2 separate regions of the Astyanax mexicanus genome follow, and region 2 is linked to region 1. A link is a contact called in public Hi-C data. All regions are on one chromosome and are shown on one strand. The core of a region is the stretch at or near the end of the contact, and the rest is flanking DNA. Distances in the headings are between cores, read along the strand shown. Region 1 overlaps heg1 (heart development protein with EGF-like domains 1). Region 2 holds the start of slc12a8 (solute carrier family 12 member 8).

What was found. A called contact is a pair of places that touch in the nucleus more often than the background predicts.
Region 2: a Hi-C map of muscle shows a contact between it and region 1, with 5 times the contacts expected there. The contact joins the promoter of slc12a8 here to the enhancer-like site in region 1. A contact is called at or near these places in 2 of 3 Hi-C or Micro-C datasets (both in muscle).

Annotation. Positions count from the first base shown.
Region 1 is chr11:37,808,713-37,815,185 of AstMex3_surface, forward strand. It overlaps heg1 (heart development protein with EGF-like domains 1), which reads right to left. Exons shown (of 13, transcript XM_049484868.1): 5 at 6,038-6,135; 6 at 5,357-5,406; 7 at 4,944-5,098; 8 at 3,786-3,920; 9 at 3,645-3,687; 10 at 3,500-3,537; 11 at 3,312-3,399; 12 at 3,028-3,205; 13 at 400-2,718. The coding sequence ends at 2,575. Among protein-coding and RNA genes, the nearest start is that of heg1, 11 kb to the right of the region's middle. Within about 2 kb of position 2,564, the one cell type or tissue checked has an H3K27ac peak away from gene starts, as active enhancers do.
Region 2 is chr11:37,843,341-37,849,813 of AstMex3_surface, forward strand. slc12a8 (solute carrier family 12 member 8) reads right to left here and starts at 2,509. Exons shown (of 14, transcript XM_007259963.4): 1 at 2,285-2,509; 2 at 1,853-2,012; 3 at 632-763. The coding sequence starts at 673. It overlaps znf148 (zinc finger protein 148), which reads right to left. Exons shown (of 7, transcript XM_007259964.4): 7 at 3,603-6,473. The coding sequence ends at 6,122.

The DNA of each region.
Region 1 (6,473 bases), core at 1,314-3,813:
CTGTGCAAGCTATTGTTTCTATACATTTCATTTTTTTCGAATTGTAAGAAAAAAAGGTATTTACCATAGAGATAAAGACCTCCTTCAAAGCATGTGAAGTCTATTTTTAAACTGATGACTCTCCAGTTCTGATGCTGGCCTACATCACATCAGGAGTGATTTAGGGAGAGAACATGACCAATTGAGCTGTCTCAGACTCTGGTGATTAATGGCAAACTGCATCTCTGATCTCTGATTTAAACCAGTAATGCTCAGATCATAGTCGCAGCGCCTTAGTCTGCTGGACCACTTGGTCCCAATTAATTATTAATATATGGTATAAATGTGTCACTCCTGGACTCCAGGAACACCTGTGTGTAAGAATGAATGTGTAAGAATGAAAGCCACTGAAAACATGAGTTATCATTACTGCTTCTTTATTTAAATATTTCTGACTAAAACGCCAGATTGAGGTGACCATCCACAGGGGAGGAAAGAATACTGGTATGTGTAACAGGATATCTCTGATATTAAAAAAAGCATTAAGCTAATGACATATAATACATCTAGTACATCTAGAAAATATAGTACATCTAACCACACACGCAGGAGATAACAGGCAGTCGCCTTTAAATAAGGCCACTTTCTACTATTTATTTCTCTCGTTCACACATGAGAGAAGCACACTCACAGTAGAGATGCTACTTCCAAAGATTTGCTACATGCAAGTGAACTGCATGTGTATCTGGAAATGACATTAAATTAACTTTAATAAATTAAACATGGCAACACATTTCTTTACTTGTATTGCAGAGTTATAAACTGCATTATGTAAAGAAGCAGCACCAAGTGCATTTCTGTTAATTGAGGGTCCTTAAAGGTGGGGTCATCAATTTTAACAGAGAACATGTTCTGTAATATTTAAGGTTAGATAGCAGTTGCCAATATGCACTTATGGAGCCACTAAAATAACACAAGGTAAAACTATACAGGGATTTTTTTCCAACATGGGCAAAAGTAACAAACCAACAAACTCCTGTCAGGTCAGTAACTTGACTTGAGTATTTGATTGGTTTCCTGAAAATGACTTAGCTTATCAACTCAACACTTTTTCTACCAGTTAGAAAAAAATATATAATTAGAATGACCTATTACCTTTAATAACACTCTTAAGTGACAGTCGATTGACTGTTGATACTTAGGATAACACTAAGTAGGCAGCTAGCCTGTGCAAGATAATATTACACAGTTCGCTAAATCAGTATTCATTTTTGAACAGTTAAAACTCTTTACCACATGCACATATGGTTTGGGTTGAAGGTTTTAAAAGAGAAAAGTCCCAGGCCCTGTGTTTCAAACTTTCAAAACAGCTACTTTTCGCTAAATTCTGACAAAACAATGACCCCACATTTAAGCGAATGGTAACATAATGACCTGCTCTGTCCTGCTACATCTACTGATAACATGTTCTACAGCAATAATAACCTGTGCTAAGCCCAACAGCTTCCACAGATTTTACACATATTATTCTCCTCTTTCAAACACACAACATGCTTACAAACAAAACTTAAACTTATACGACATCGTTTTTTCATCTACATGCAAATGCAAACAGATCTGCACACACACATATACACACACACACACACACACACACACAGATTCATACATAGTTTTACAGTCATGCGTACACATTTACACAGTCTAGTATGTGCATATTTCTGTAAATATAAATATGTTACATTTATGGCTTTTTCCGTTTGAAGAGTCGGCAGTGCAACACTGTATTTTATAATTACATTTTGTAATTAATAACTGTGTTAATGTTGTGTGTAATCCCCCCATTTGTCTTGCTCATTTCACAGTTCAAAGGAGTGAAACTAAACTGGCTTTATAATAATAATAAAAACACTTCTGAAGTAAAATATATAAAAAAAAAATTAACACATCCACAACCTGAAGTCTATCTTAGGGCATTTTCACACCTGTAGTTTGTTTCTATGGTCCGGATCAGTTTATGAGTTCGTTTACTTGGAGCGTTTTCTCCCTGTGTTTGGTTTGGCTTCACACAGGCAAAAACCTAAATGGACCAAAATACGCACCAATAAACCATGCAAGCATGTTGTCTGCTTTGATTGGCCAGAGATTTCTGGCGTGGGAGCAAGAAAGTAAATATATCGAGAAGATTCTGTCTTCCAGCGCGTATGAAGCTGAAAGTATGTGCTTTCAAACACACACATTGAGCCCCACACGAGTGTGATTACTGTTTTCACACCTGCTCAATAAAACCACACTGAGGGTACAAACCAACCAGAGTCTGTTTCAACCGGACCAAATAGTGCTGGTGTGAAAACGCCCTAATGCATGCTGATGACCAGCCCCAATAGGCCTGAACCCTATGGCTATCCTCTAATCCACCTCAGATAATTGTCCTTTTCTGACAGACTGTTTTTTTTCCCTTGCCAGCTCATTTTCACATTCAAAGGCCTTTTAGTGGTCAGTGTTGTCCAGCTTTGTAGTCATCATCACATCTCACTTTGCACCTGTCTAGAGGTGCTGAGCCCCAGTCTGAGGCACTTCTGTGGGTTGGGGGCGTCAGAAATAGTCCCTCCTCCTCGAGTCATCGCTGATAAATGATGGGTTCCACTGTGCTGGGTAGATGCAGGAGTGGCGTGAACCAGGGAGGCCGGAGAACGGGTAAAGCCCATTCCTTTCCAGGTCAGCATTCCGCAGAGCCGGCTATAACAAAAAACAAAGGAAAACTGTTTTACAAAGATGCTTATATTGCCATCAAATGTGACAACAGGACAGGTTTTTTTTTTAACTATTGTATGTAGCTATTTATCATGAACATACTGTATTTCTTAATAAAAGGTCATTGTTGCCCTTTAATTTGCTTGTAACTGCTTATTAATGTTTTTTAAAGTATTTACAACATAATTAATAACCTTAATAAACTATTTTATAAAACCTTTATAAACTCTTTAGAAAGGAGTTTTATTTTTAAGTGGTACCATAATTTGAAAAGTAAAAAACATGTATACGCACAGAGTAATAGATATCAGTCATCTGCAATAAATTCTTAGTGCTGCCGTTTTCTTGCATCTCAATCGTCTCCCTGCCCCACTCCATAGACACACGGCTGCTCTTGGGAAACTCAGCATAGGGAGACATCTGAAGGTCCCCACTTTTAAAGATGATTTTATTGATGTCGTTCTTGTCCTTTCTGTAACATATAGAGACATTAAATGTGGTTAATGATCACAAATACTCAAATATATATATATATATTTTTTTATTTTAATTAATTTACATGTAGAGCAAATGTGTACCTGCAGCAGGTGACTATGAGAGCGATGATGACTATGAGCAGCAGCCCACCAGCAGCAGGAGACACCACCTTCGCTATCAGCCCATAAACTGTTAAATAATTGTATTTATTAATTGTTGTCTGGAAAACTTAAGACATTTTGGTCTAAAAATTGATGTAAGTATATGAAAATCATAAATATATACTTACAATTATTGCAGTTGAAACCACCAAATCCAAACGTACACCTAAAACATATCATATGACACTTATTACATTAAAAAATCTACATTAAAATGCGATGCAACATCATAAATTTTCAGGAAAACATTGTTTAAATTATTTAAATACTCACCCCACACAGGTTCCATTAACCCGCTCGAAACCATCACCACAGTCTGAGAGACAATGGAATATCAAAGAATAGACTTAAAAAGCAGTTCATCACTATTACAAGCTTTTTTATTCAGTCTTAGAATCACAGTCTAGTTTCTACCTCTGCATGTGGTGTCCTCTGGGTTCTTTTTAAAAAAGCCTTCTTTGCACTGGCAGTAAAGGGTCCCGTTATCATCCCTGCATACAGAAGACTGGGAGTCGCATTTGTTTTTTTGACTCCGACAAAGACTGTCCACTGGAAGAGGAGAGAGAATTCAAACTGAGACATTTAGAAACCAAAATTTTGTTTTATTTTACCTACACTCCAATAATACCAGTCATATAATTCAGCCCATGCTTCGGGAAACACCTCTGATCACAAGATGCATGTAATTCATATGATACTGCATGATTTTCGGTGTGAATCCATTATAGGCTGTAGCTTTTCATTGTCAGTTTAGCCACAAAGAATGTATTCACTGTATTTTTTCAGTTTCCTCTAATTGGGAAAAATATTTTGAATGATTTCATAGGCTATAGTCAAGTTATTACATAAGCATACCGATCATAATAACAGTGTTATTTAAATGGAAGTCTTGTTGTACTGAAAGGGAAGGAAGAAGCAAGACACACAAGAGGAAATCCACAAAGCTGAACAGAGACATGCACAAGTGATAAGCAACAAAAGTGATTTCAAAACCAGCAGTGTGAGATACACTGGTGACCTGGTCACCTACAATAACTGATTGCTGTACTGTTATCCTGTATATCCTGTATGACACATCTTTCCTTGTTATATCCAGAATATTCAAACAGAAACCTAACTTTATAGGCTTGTGCTTCAGAAACCTGTAAAGAGCTTTTCCTTAACAAAAAAATTAAGGAGGTTATTTTTGCTCCTAGTTTAATCTAAAAGCAGCTCATATAAATATCAGGATTTTTTTTTACAACATCGTCTAGCCCTTTTTGAAAGTGAAACTGTTTTCTCTTCTCCAGTACAGTTACCATTTAGGGGAAGCAATGTATTGTTCATACAGTGAAAATTTGCTGGTGTTTACAAAGGCATGAGTTTTTCCCCTTTGTTCATTATTAGAAAGTAATGAGGGGAATAAGATAATCAGCATAGCAAGACTATGAACCAAATCACCTACTGTTTCACAACTTTAATTTTCATAACCTCTTTAATTTTCATAACCTGTTACTAGGTATTACTGCAGAAAACACAACAAGGCTCAAAGTGAACATTTATTTAGCAACTCACAAGGGAAAAAAGCTGTACCTTGATAAGTAAGCTGGTAATGAAGTTTGAGGGTGCAGCGTGAGTTCGGCTTGCTGCAGTTTCTCAGAAATGCCTGGATGTTCCTGTAGACCTCAGAGCTGGTCACATTAGCGGACATGGAGAACATGTTTGAGACATCCAGTTCCTTCCCATTCCTGCACACAAAATCAAAAACCCTGAAGATCTGCCTGATAAACAACACCACAACAAACATCACATGCAACAGTGAGCCATGTTTCTGTTTAAAAAGCTTATAATAAGCACTGTGCTGAAACTAGCAAAAAGCCTGTAATGTTTTAGGCCTGTCTGTCTGTTCCAAATGTAACATTTCTCTAGTTAATAAAAATCCTTTGTGTGGATTAATATTACTAAGCTGAAACTGAATATTCAGTCATATAAAATCACAAACTCACCGCAGAATCGATCGTCTGTAACCATGCAGAACAGAGAGGGAGGCATTCAGCTGGGAAAAAAAAAACACAAAATGAAAATCAGATGAGGAATGACTAAACTAATGTACAATACAATTTAAAAGTCTGGAATCAATACTCTCAATATTATGAAGAGTATCTGGATGCAGATGAAATGCTAGTGCATGTAGTAAATGCTAACAACAGATTTAAAATAATTATTAGAACATTTTTTAGATGTGTTAAATACATTTTTCTAACACAAGAACTAAATGATAATCAAATTTATATCCAAAATTCATTATATTGCGGAAAAGAAAAGAAAGCTCAATGTTTTTATACATAAAAATAAAGCTCAATGTGTTTATGCATTTTTATACAGCACACATGAGGATGCTTTTGAGAACCGTCACAACCAAGAAATCCAAAGCGATAGAATCCAAAGGGACCTTAGGATGTACAGTGGTGTCAATAAATGTTTTTTTTTATATATGATTTTATATTTTTTTATATATATGAGCACCCTGTACCTCCAATACACTGCATCAAATGGGAATAAAATAAAAAACGCTTTGACTGATACAGCACAGAAAAACAATTCGGTGAATGATTTCTTTAATTGATGAGTGGAAAAAAGCTTAAAAAGTTTTTAAGCTTTCCTCCATGGAGGTTTTTAGTACATACCAGGTGTAGGATCTCCTTGTGTAGATCATGAGGTATTGCTGAGGTACTGCTGAGGTGCAAAGAGCTGTTCACACTGAACTTGCCTAGAAATGTCTTTGCTGTGGGGAAAGAACAGAAAAAACACACTTAATATCCAGACGTTTTATGTGAGCCTCATACGACAAATACCACATTTAAATAAGTAATTATGTGATCTGAGTGAATATTCTGCCTGAGTGAAAAAAGAAGTCCACATGGGCTTGATTGTTTTGTATGAGCAAATTACATCACATGATATTTATACATATTTTATACATTTTATTTATTTTAAGAAAATATTACTGCAACATTCAGCAGAAACTTAAAAATCTGTAAAGTGGTCTATTTTCTAAACAACAGCAACGTTTATAAATAATAATAACGTAACAAAACATAATGTAAGATAATTTAATTTGAT
Region 2 (6,473 bases), core at 1,259-3,758, 35 kb after region 1:
GGCTCACTGCTCTATCACTATAACTACACAGAATGAAACATAGCTAAAATCTTAAAAACATATCACACAGTGCCAGTTTTGCCTCTTTCAGGATGAAATGGTTACTGGATAAGATTGTACTTCTTTTTTTCCCTTTCTGCTGATATCGACCCACACTTGTATAAGTGGTGTGGTGTAGTGAGTGAGGTCAATACCTGGTCAGCATGCTCATGGCAAGGTGTTTTGAATTATTAGAGCTAAAGTGAGGTTTGATAGCGGGTGCCAGATAGATGGGACATTCCATTAACAAAGTTGTGCCAATATTTAACACACCTTAATCCACAGTGTCACATTTTAGAAGGCATTACTGCCCACAGTGGACAGTGGAGTGGGCGCTAATTATCATGACCAGCTGCTTTTGACTAGAATTGTTCATGCAAACTTCTGCATAAATTGCACCCACATTCAAAAGCAGGAGACCCCAAATGCATATCCCACAGGTCAATACAGCATTCTTTAGCTTCCGTGGGACATGGCACAAATCATTAGACCCAATACAATTTCCTGTCCCATGACATGTGGCATGTCAGTGTAAATCCACAAAGGTTTTTTTTTTTTCTTCTTCAATAAAGATAACATGATAAAACTGCACCTGAGCATTTTCATGAAATAACTCTTGAACGTTGTTGCTCATAGTGCCTCCTGTCCAAGACCTCAGCAGTGTAGCACTGTTCTCATCAGAACCTGTATGGGATCCAGGTCCTAGGCCTGAGTGTGGCCTGATCTGTGTCCAAAAAGAAGGAAAGCAAACCTGTTAAGTTGTCAGTAAATCTACCTGCTGAGAGAAAAGCTACGCAATCTGAAGAGTATTTCATTTCAGAGAATAAAACTGAATAGTGCTTTTGATACCACTGTCCCAAAACAGCCTTAATTGGAGTTGTAGGTCTTGTTTTTAGAAAAGAGAAAAAGGATTAAATTAAAATTAAAATTGCATATAAAGATATTCAGATACAGCTCTGGAAAAAAATAAGAGACCACTTTGATTTTACCAAATTAAAAACCTCTAGAATATAATTATAAGAAAGATGGATGATCACAAGCCATCAAACCAAGCTAAACTGCTTGAATTTTTTGCACCAGGAGTGGCATAAAGTTATCCAAAAGCAGTGTGTAAGACTGGTGGAGGAGAACATGCCAAATTGCATGAAAACTGTGAAAACTAGCAAAATCAGAAAAACTGATTTAGAAACTGAAGTGGTCTCTAATTTTTTTAAGGCTACTAGTTTTAACATACTAGTTCATTCACGTGGGCTCTTCTCAGTAAGTAAACTTAAATTCCCAGAGTGAACCATTGTATATTAACTGCTCTAGAATATTAAATAACTCTAAGGCCAAACAGAGACAACAGAGAAGTCTGAAATAACAGTAATAAGAATATTCTGATATCAGTGAAGGCTTAATTAGTCAAATTAAACAAAAGTACGTAAGATAAATCATTCTATTTAGGGTTAAAGCTTAATATTAGTGTTTCTGGAGAGTTAAAATATTTAGACAACTCTTTGTAAAAGTTGCAAACTAAAACTATTAGCTATTAAACCAAAAGAAAACACACCTGAAATTAATTTACACATCCAGAGGTTTACTATGAACACATAAAATAAAGGTAATCTGTGAAAAACTGAAGTAACTTAGCTTCACATTGATAGTAAGATTAATAAACACCAGTTTGTTACCGAGTGTGTTAACTGTACAGGTTTTCTTTATCAGAAAGCCAAACTGTAACAGGAGTACGATGTTAGAACTCCTCACCAAAATGACCAACATGTTCATAGAGCCTGTTTACATCTAAAGAAACGTATTTATTCACAAATACCTTTAAACTTTGGCCCTCATGAAGTTCAGAGCTGCTCTCACTTGTACGCCTCTGGCTCCCGGATGCGACAGGTGTGTCTGCGCGCGTGCGCGTCAATGGCACAGGTGCGCACGTGACAGGCTAGTAAGAGAAGCTGCCTGCCTCCAAACCAGTTAAGCCTCTTTTTCCCCCCACGAATAACGTTAACATCATTAGAATAATAGTATGTTACATTAAAACAATGTTTAAAACACTGTTAAATTTAAATTAATTAATAATCCCTTTTTTTCAGGGGCTCCCATCAGTGGATTTTACTGCTGAAGTAACTGGTAAGCAAAACTTCCAGAACGAATGGTATAAAATTAATCCAAAAATTAGTCCACAAAATACGAGTTTATTTTGTTAAATTTGATTATATTTAACTAAAGCTAAGATAGCAGTGCATTAACTTACCTTATGTCCACTTCTGACGACGTTTATTCACAATAAACCCACACATAAAACTGAAACCAACTCTCTTTAAAAATGTACTGACTACTGTTTTTCATCTTTGCACCAAACGTGCTCCAGTTTCAGTTTAAAGAGCCTCTCTAACCTTAAACCAGGCCTTCATTAAACCAGAATACCTCAATGCTACGTGTGCTTTAGCAGGACGCCATTAAACAAATGTTTTGTAAAGGTGTGTTCTCAAGCATAGCCTGAGCTGGCTAAGCCCTCTCTCTCTCTCAGGGCTGTTAGCTTTGGGCTGCTTTCAAATTACAGTGAGAATTATTAACCACTGTGCTATTTATATACCACATATAGCTAACTGTGCTCAGAGTGTACTGTAAACTAACAAAAAAAAAACGGTATATCTGTTCAAATGTTTTCTTTTTAAGTGTTCTAACACTTCACTTCATCATAAGCAACCTAAAAAAATGGAATTAGCTTTTTTAAATGGGCCTAACAGTATGGCAACTTTTTTTGTCAAAAATTACAACACTCCTAATACAGCTTTTACTGCTAAGAATCTTTCAAATGACAGATTTACTTATATTAACTGTGAAATATTTACTAGTAAAAATATCAGCTCTACATGTCTGACTAAATGTAAATCATTTTTATGCATAATTTTATTATTACCAGTGAGAACTGTAATTTTGTCATTTAAAATGTCCAAGCCCACATATGTGTATAATACAGTTTTGATTAATAGAAATAGTAGTAGTAGTAGTGTGCAGTTTAGATCTCATTCATTTAATTTATAGAGATATACAATTCTTTATTTTAACTAAAGATGATAATTTCAATTTGTAAAACTACAGTTTTTACTATCAGAATTGCAGTGTACATATTTGAATTTATAATTTTACTAGTAAATATTTAATTGTTGACATCTGTCACTGGAGTTGTTACTAATAAAAATGTAAATTGAGATTAGACATCAACAAAATTATTTTTACAGATTTTACTGAGATTCTACTAGTAAAACTGGGTTACAGACATCCTGGATTTAGGAGCTACAACTTAGGAGTTAGTATCACTGGTATTACCATATCACAATGCTAACTACATCCACTCAATAAGTGTTAACTTATAGATCACTTCTCTCTAGGTGCCACATTCATATTCAGTCAGGCAGGCTGACAAAAGTAAAGTCTATTGACATTATCTGTTGACATGTGGCAGCCATAGTTGGAGCTTTACAATACCCTCAAAATAAACATGGCAGCTGAAACGTGGAGTTAAATTAATATTTAGTAATTGAAAAGGAAAGATGAATAGCAACAAATCCTTTTTTTACTGTATTTGAAATGACATAACACACATAAACAGAAAAATCCAATCAAATTTCCTTTTCCATATCTTACACATAGTATTGCAAAAGTAATGGTATTCTATGGAAATAATTTGGCTACAATAAAATATGTACATTACATATAAAAATATAACCAGTGTACAAAAAAGGTGGACATGCATTCCCCTGTCAAATTAAATATGTCTAAATCTATTAAGAAGTTAAGAAACCATCACTGATTAACAGTAACTTGTCGCATCGGTCTAAACAAGATAAAGAAAAATCCATCAATACCAACACTCACTCAACTCCAACGTTTAGATATCAAATAAGGGGAAATTCAATTACAGAATGGTTGCATTTACTTGTAAACGCAGTAGGATAGATACTCATCAACTGTGCCATCCTGTGAAGGGGAAAAAAAACTTTAATCGTTTTTATTTCAGTACATTTAAGAATTACTGGGTATCCAGTTTCATGTAAAATAGCCACTAGATGTTAGTTTCACTGATTAATATTAAATTCTAATATCTGACGTGATAAATAATACATCCACAGAAAATGTATATGCTTGGAAAAAGCCAATCAAATCTTCTATAAGTGCAAATACAGATACAGGCTTTCCTAACTAAAGTGGAGAAAGAGAGAAACTTAATCATATGAGTCAACAGTAACCTGATCTGTGCTCAGTGGAGCCAGAACCAACAGGATTATGCTGACTAAATCGACAAGAGTACATTCATGTAAAAACTGAGACCCACACATATCCAACGTCCCCATCTCACTCTTAGCATACACAGAACAAAATGTACAGTTCAAAATATACAACTTATTTACAATAATAGACATCATATGTCTACTGACAATAGAAGCAGGAATGTTTACAATGAATTAAGGAATAACAGCAAATTTGAACAAGGATTGTATCTGTCCCTGATTGAGAATTGACCTTATTGATTGAAAATAAGCTTAAATGCAGTTCCCATGTAGTCTGTAGCATAGCATGATACTACTATAGGCCTAAAGAAAAACTACAGAGGTTTATGGACCTGGTTAAGACATTCTCACACACATAACACAAAAAAATAGAAATCAGAATAAACAACCAAGGCATTTCATTTACACTATAAATTCTTGATCAATACCAGAATGTAGAATAAACATAAATGTTTATCAATACCATATAATGAAGCTGTACCAGAGATCTGAATCATGCATTTTTTTTGTCAACCACACACAGAGACAGGAGAATGTCAGCTGACAGATGTAAAATGTACTTTTTTAAGAGTACATTTTTTTTTATTAATAAGAAATTAGATTTAAGCTAGATAACTGAAACGCATATTTCCAAATTCATAATCTTACTATCAAGGACTAATCAATTAAAGATTAACAGACTTTTCAATTTAAGACATTTCCTCTTATCTTCTAAAGTCAATATATAAATCACATCCATAACTGTAATTATGGGAAACGGGTGCTTCAAAAAATGACTATTAACACTGAGTCATTCAGGCTAGGCATCTTAGTTCAGTTGTGAACTAGAATATCCTTAAGTACAGAGCATAGGGTTTTTTGCCAACAAAGCCTAAGTTGAGTGTATTAACAACTAATTCTAAAACCCTTCCTTAGGCTCTCTTTGCTTTCAGTGTCAAATTTGGAAGGAAGAAGGAACGCTTAGAATATTCAGACTTGCAAAAACTTTTGCAAAAACACAAAAAGGCACTACATGCAAAAGAAATCTTATCTAAGCAGTCCTATGTCACCACTCAAAATCACTGTAATTTTAAAATCTTTCTTAAAATGTATCACACTTTTGCAATAACAGTACTAATTATATATCTGAGGTATATTATCCCAGTATAGCTGAAGGTGTTTAGTTCCATTCAGTTCTTAATGAGTCTCTGAGTGTCTAAACTAAAGGTTTAGGTATTTTCTAAAGTACCCATGTGCTGTGAAAATGTATGCAATCATGTCATTGTTGATTAGTTTGATTGGCATGAGAATTTGTTTTATGTATAAATTTACAATTGGTATTTTCAATGATGTACAAATACACTACTGGTCATAGATGTACCTATTTTTATTGTACTGCTTAAGTTTCTTTCCATTTAATATTACCTTTAAAGGTATGTGCAAAAATATCTTAATTATATAGTTTTAGTAGAATAGAAAATTCAGAATTTAAAAGTTTAAGCAAGGTAAACTCTTGAGGAGGGATTGCCTGTGCAGTACGCGTTGCAAATGTACACAATGCTGATTCAAAAAAAAAAAAGAAAAGGAAAAAGAAAGAAATCAGGGAAAGTGCCTTTAAATACACACAAAGCGACATTATATGACTGGTAAGTGCTTTAAAAGTAAGCTAAGATGATTCCCACCCGTGATTTATTGACAAAACTGTCAAATGCTTTCCAAGAGATCAACAGCTGAGGTGGTGCTGCTCATGATTGCAGAAACCAGAGACCCGGAGTATAAAGTGCTTTATAAATGACTGAAATCTTAAATAGCTTTCTTTAGCCAAAAGTTTGGCTGCTTGTAGCATCTGGGGATGAGGTTATTTGAGTTCTGGTCTCAGTAACATTTACAAGTTGGAATTCTGGGAAGTCTGTTCCACCATGACTTCTTAAGGTGACCTGTCCATTGGCAACACTGAACTGTGATGACAGTCCTGAACGGGATGACTGGAACTGAGATCGGAAGTTCTGGTCAAAACTGGCTATTTGAAATGTTTGACTGATGCCCTGAGTGTCTGTCTTTTTAGGAGACGAGACCTGCTCCAGAAAGTCCTCGGTTGGTGAAACTGAGGAGGGGTTAGTCTCATCCCCTGAAAATGAGAAAGAATGTTGGGAATCAACTAAAAGCCCA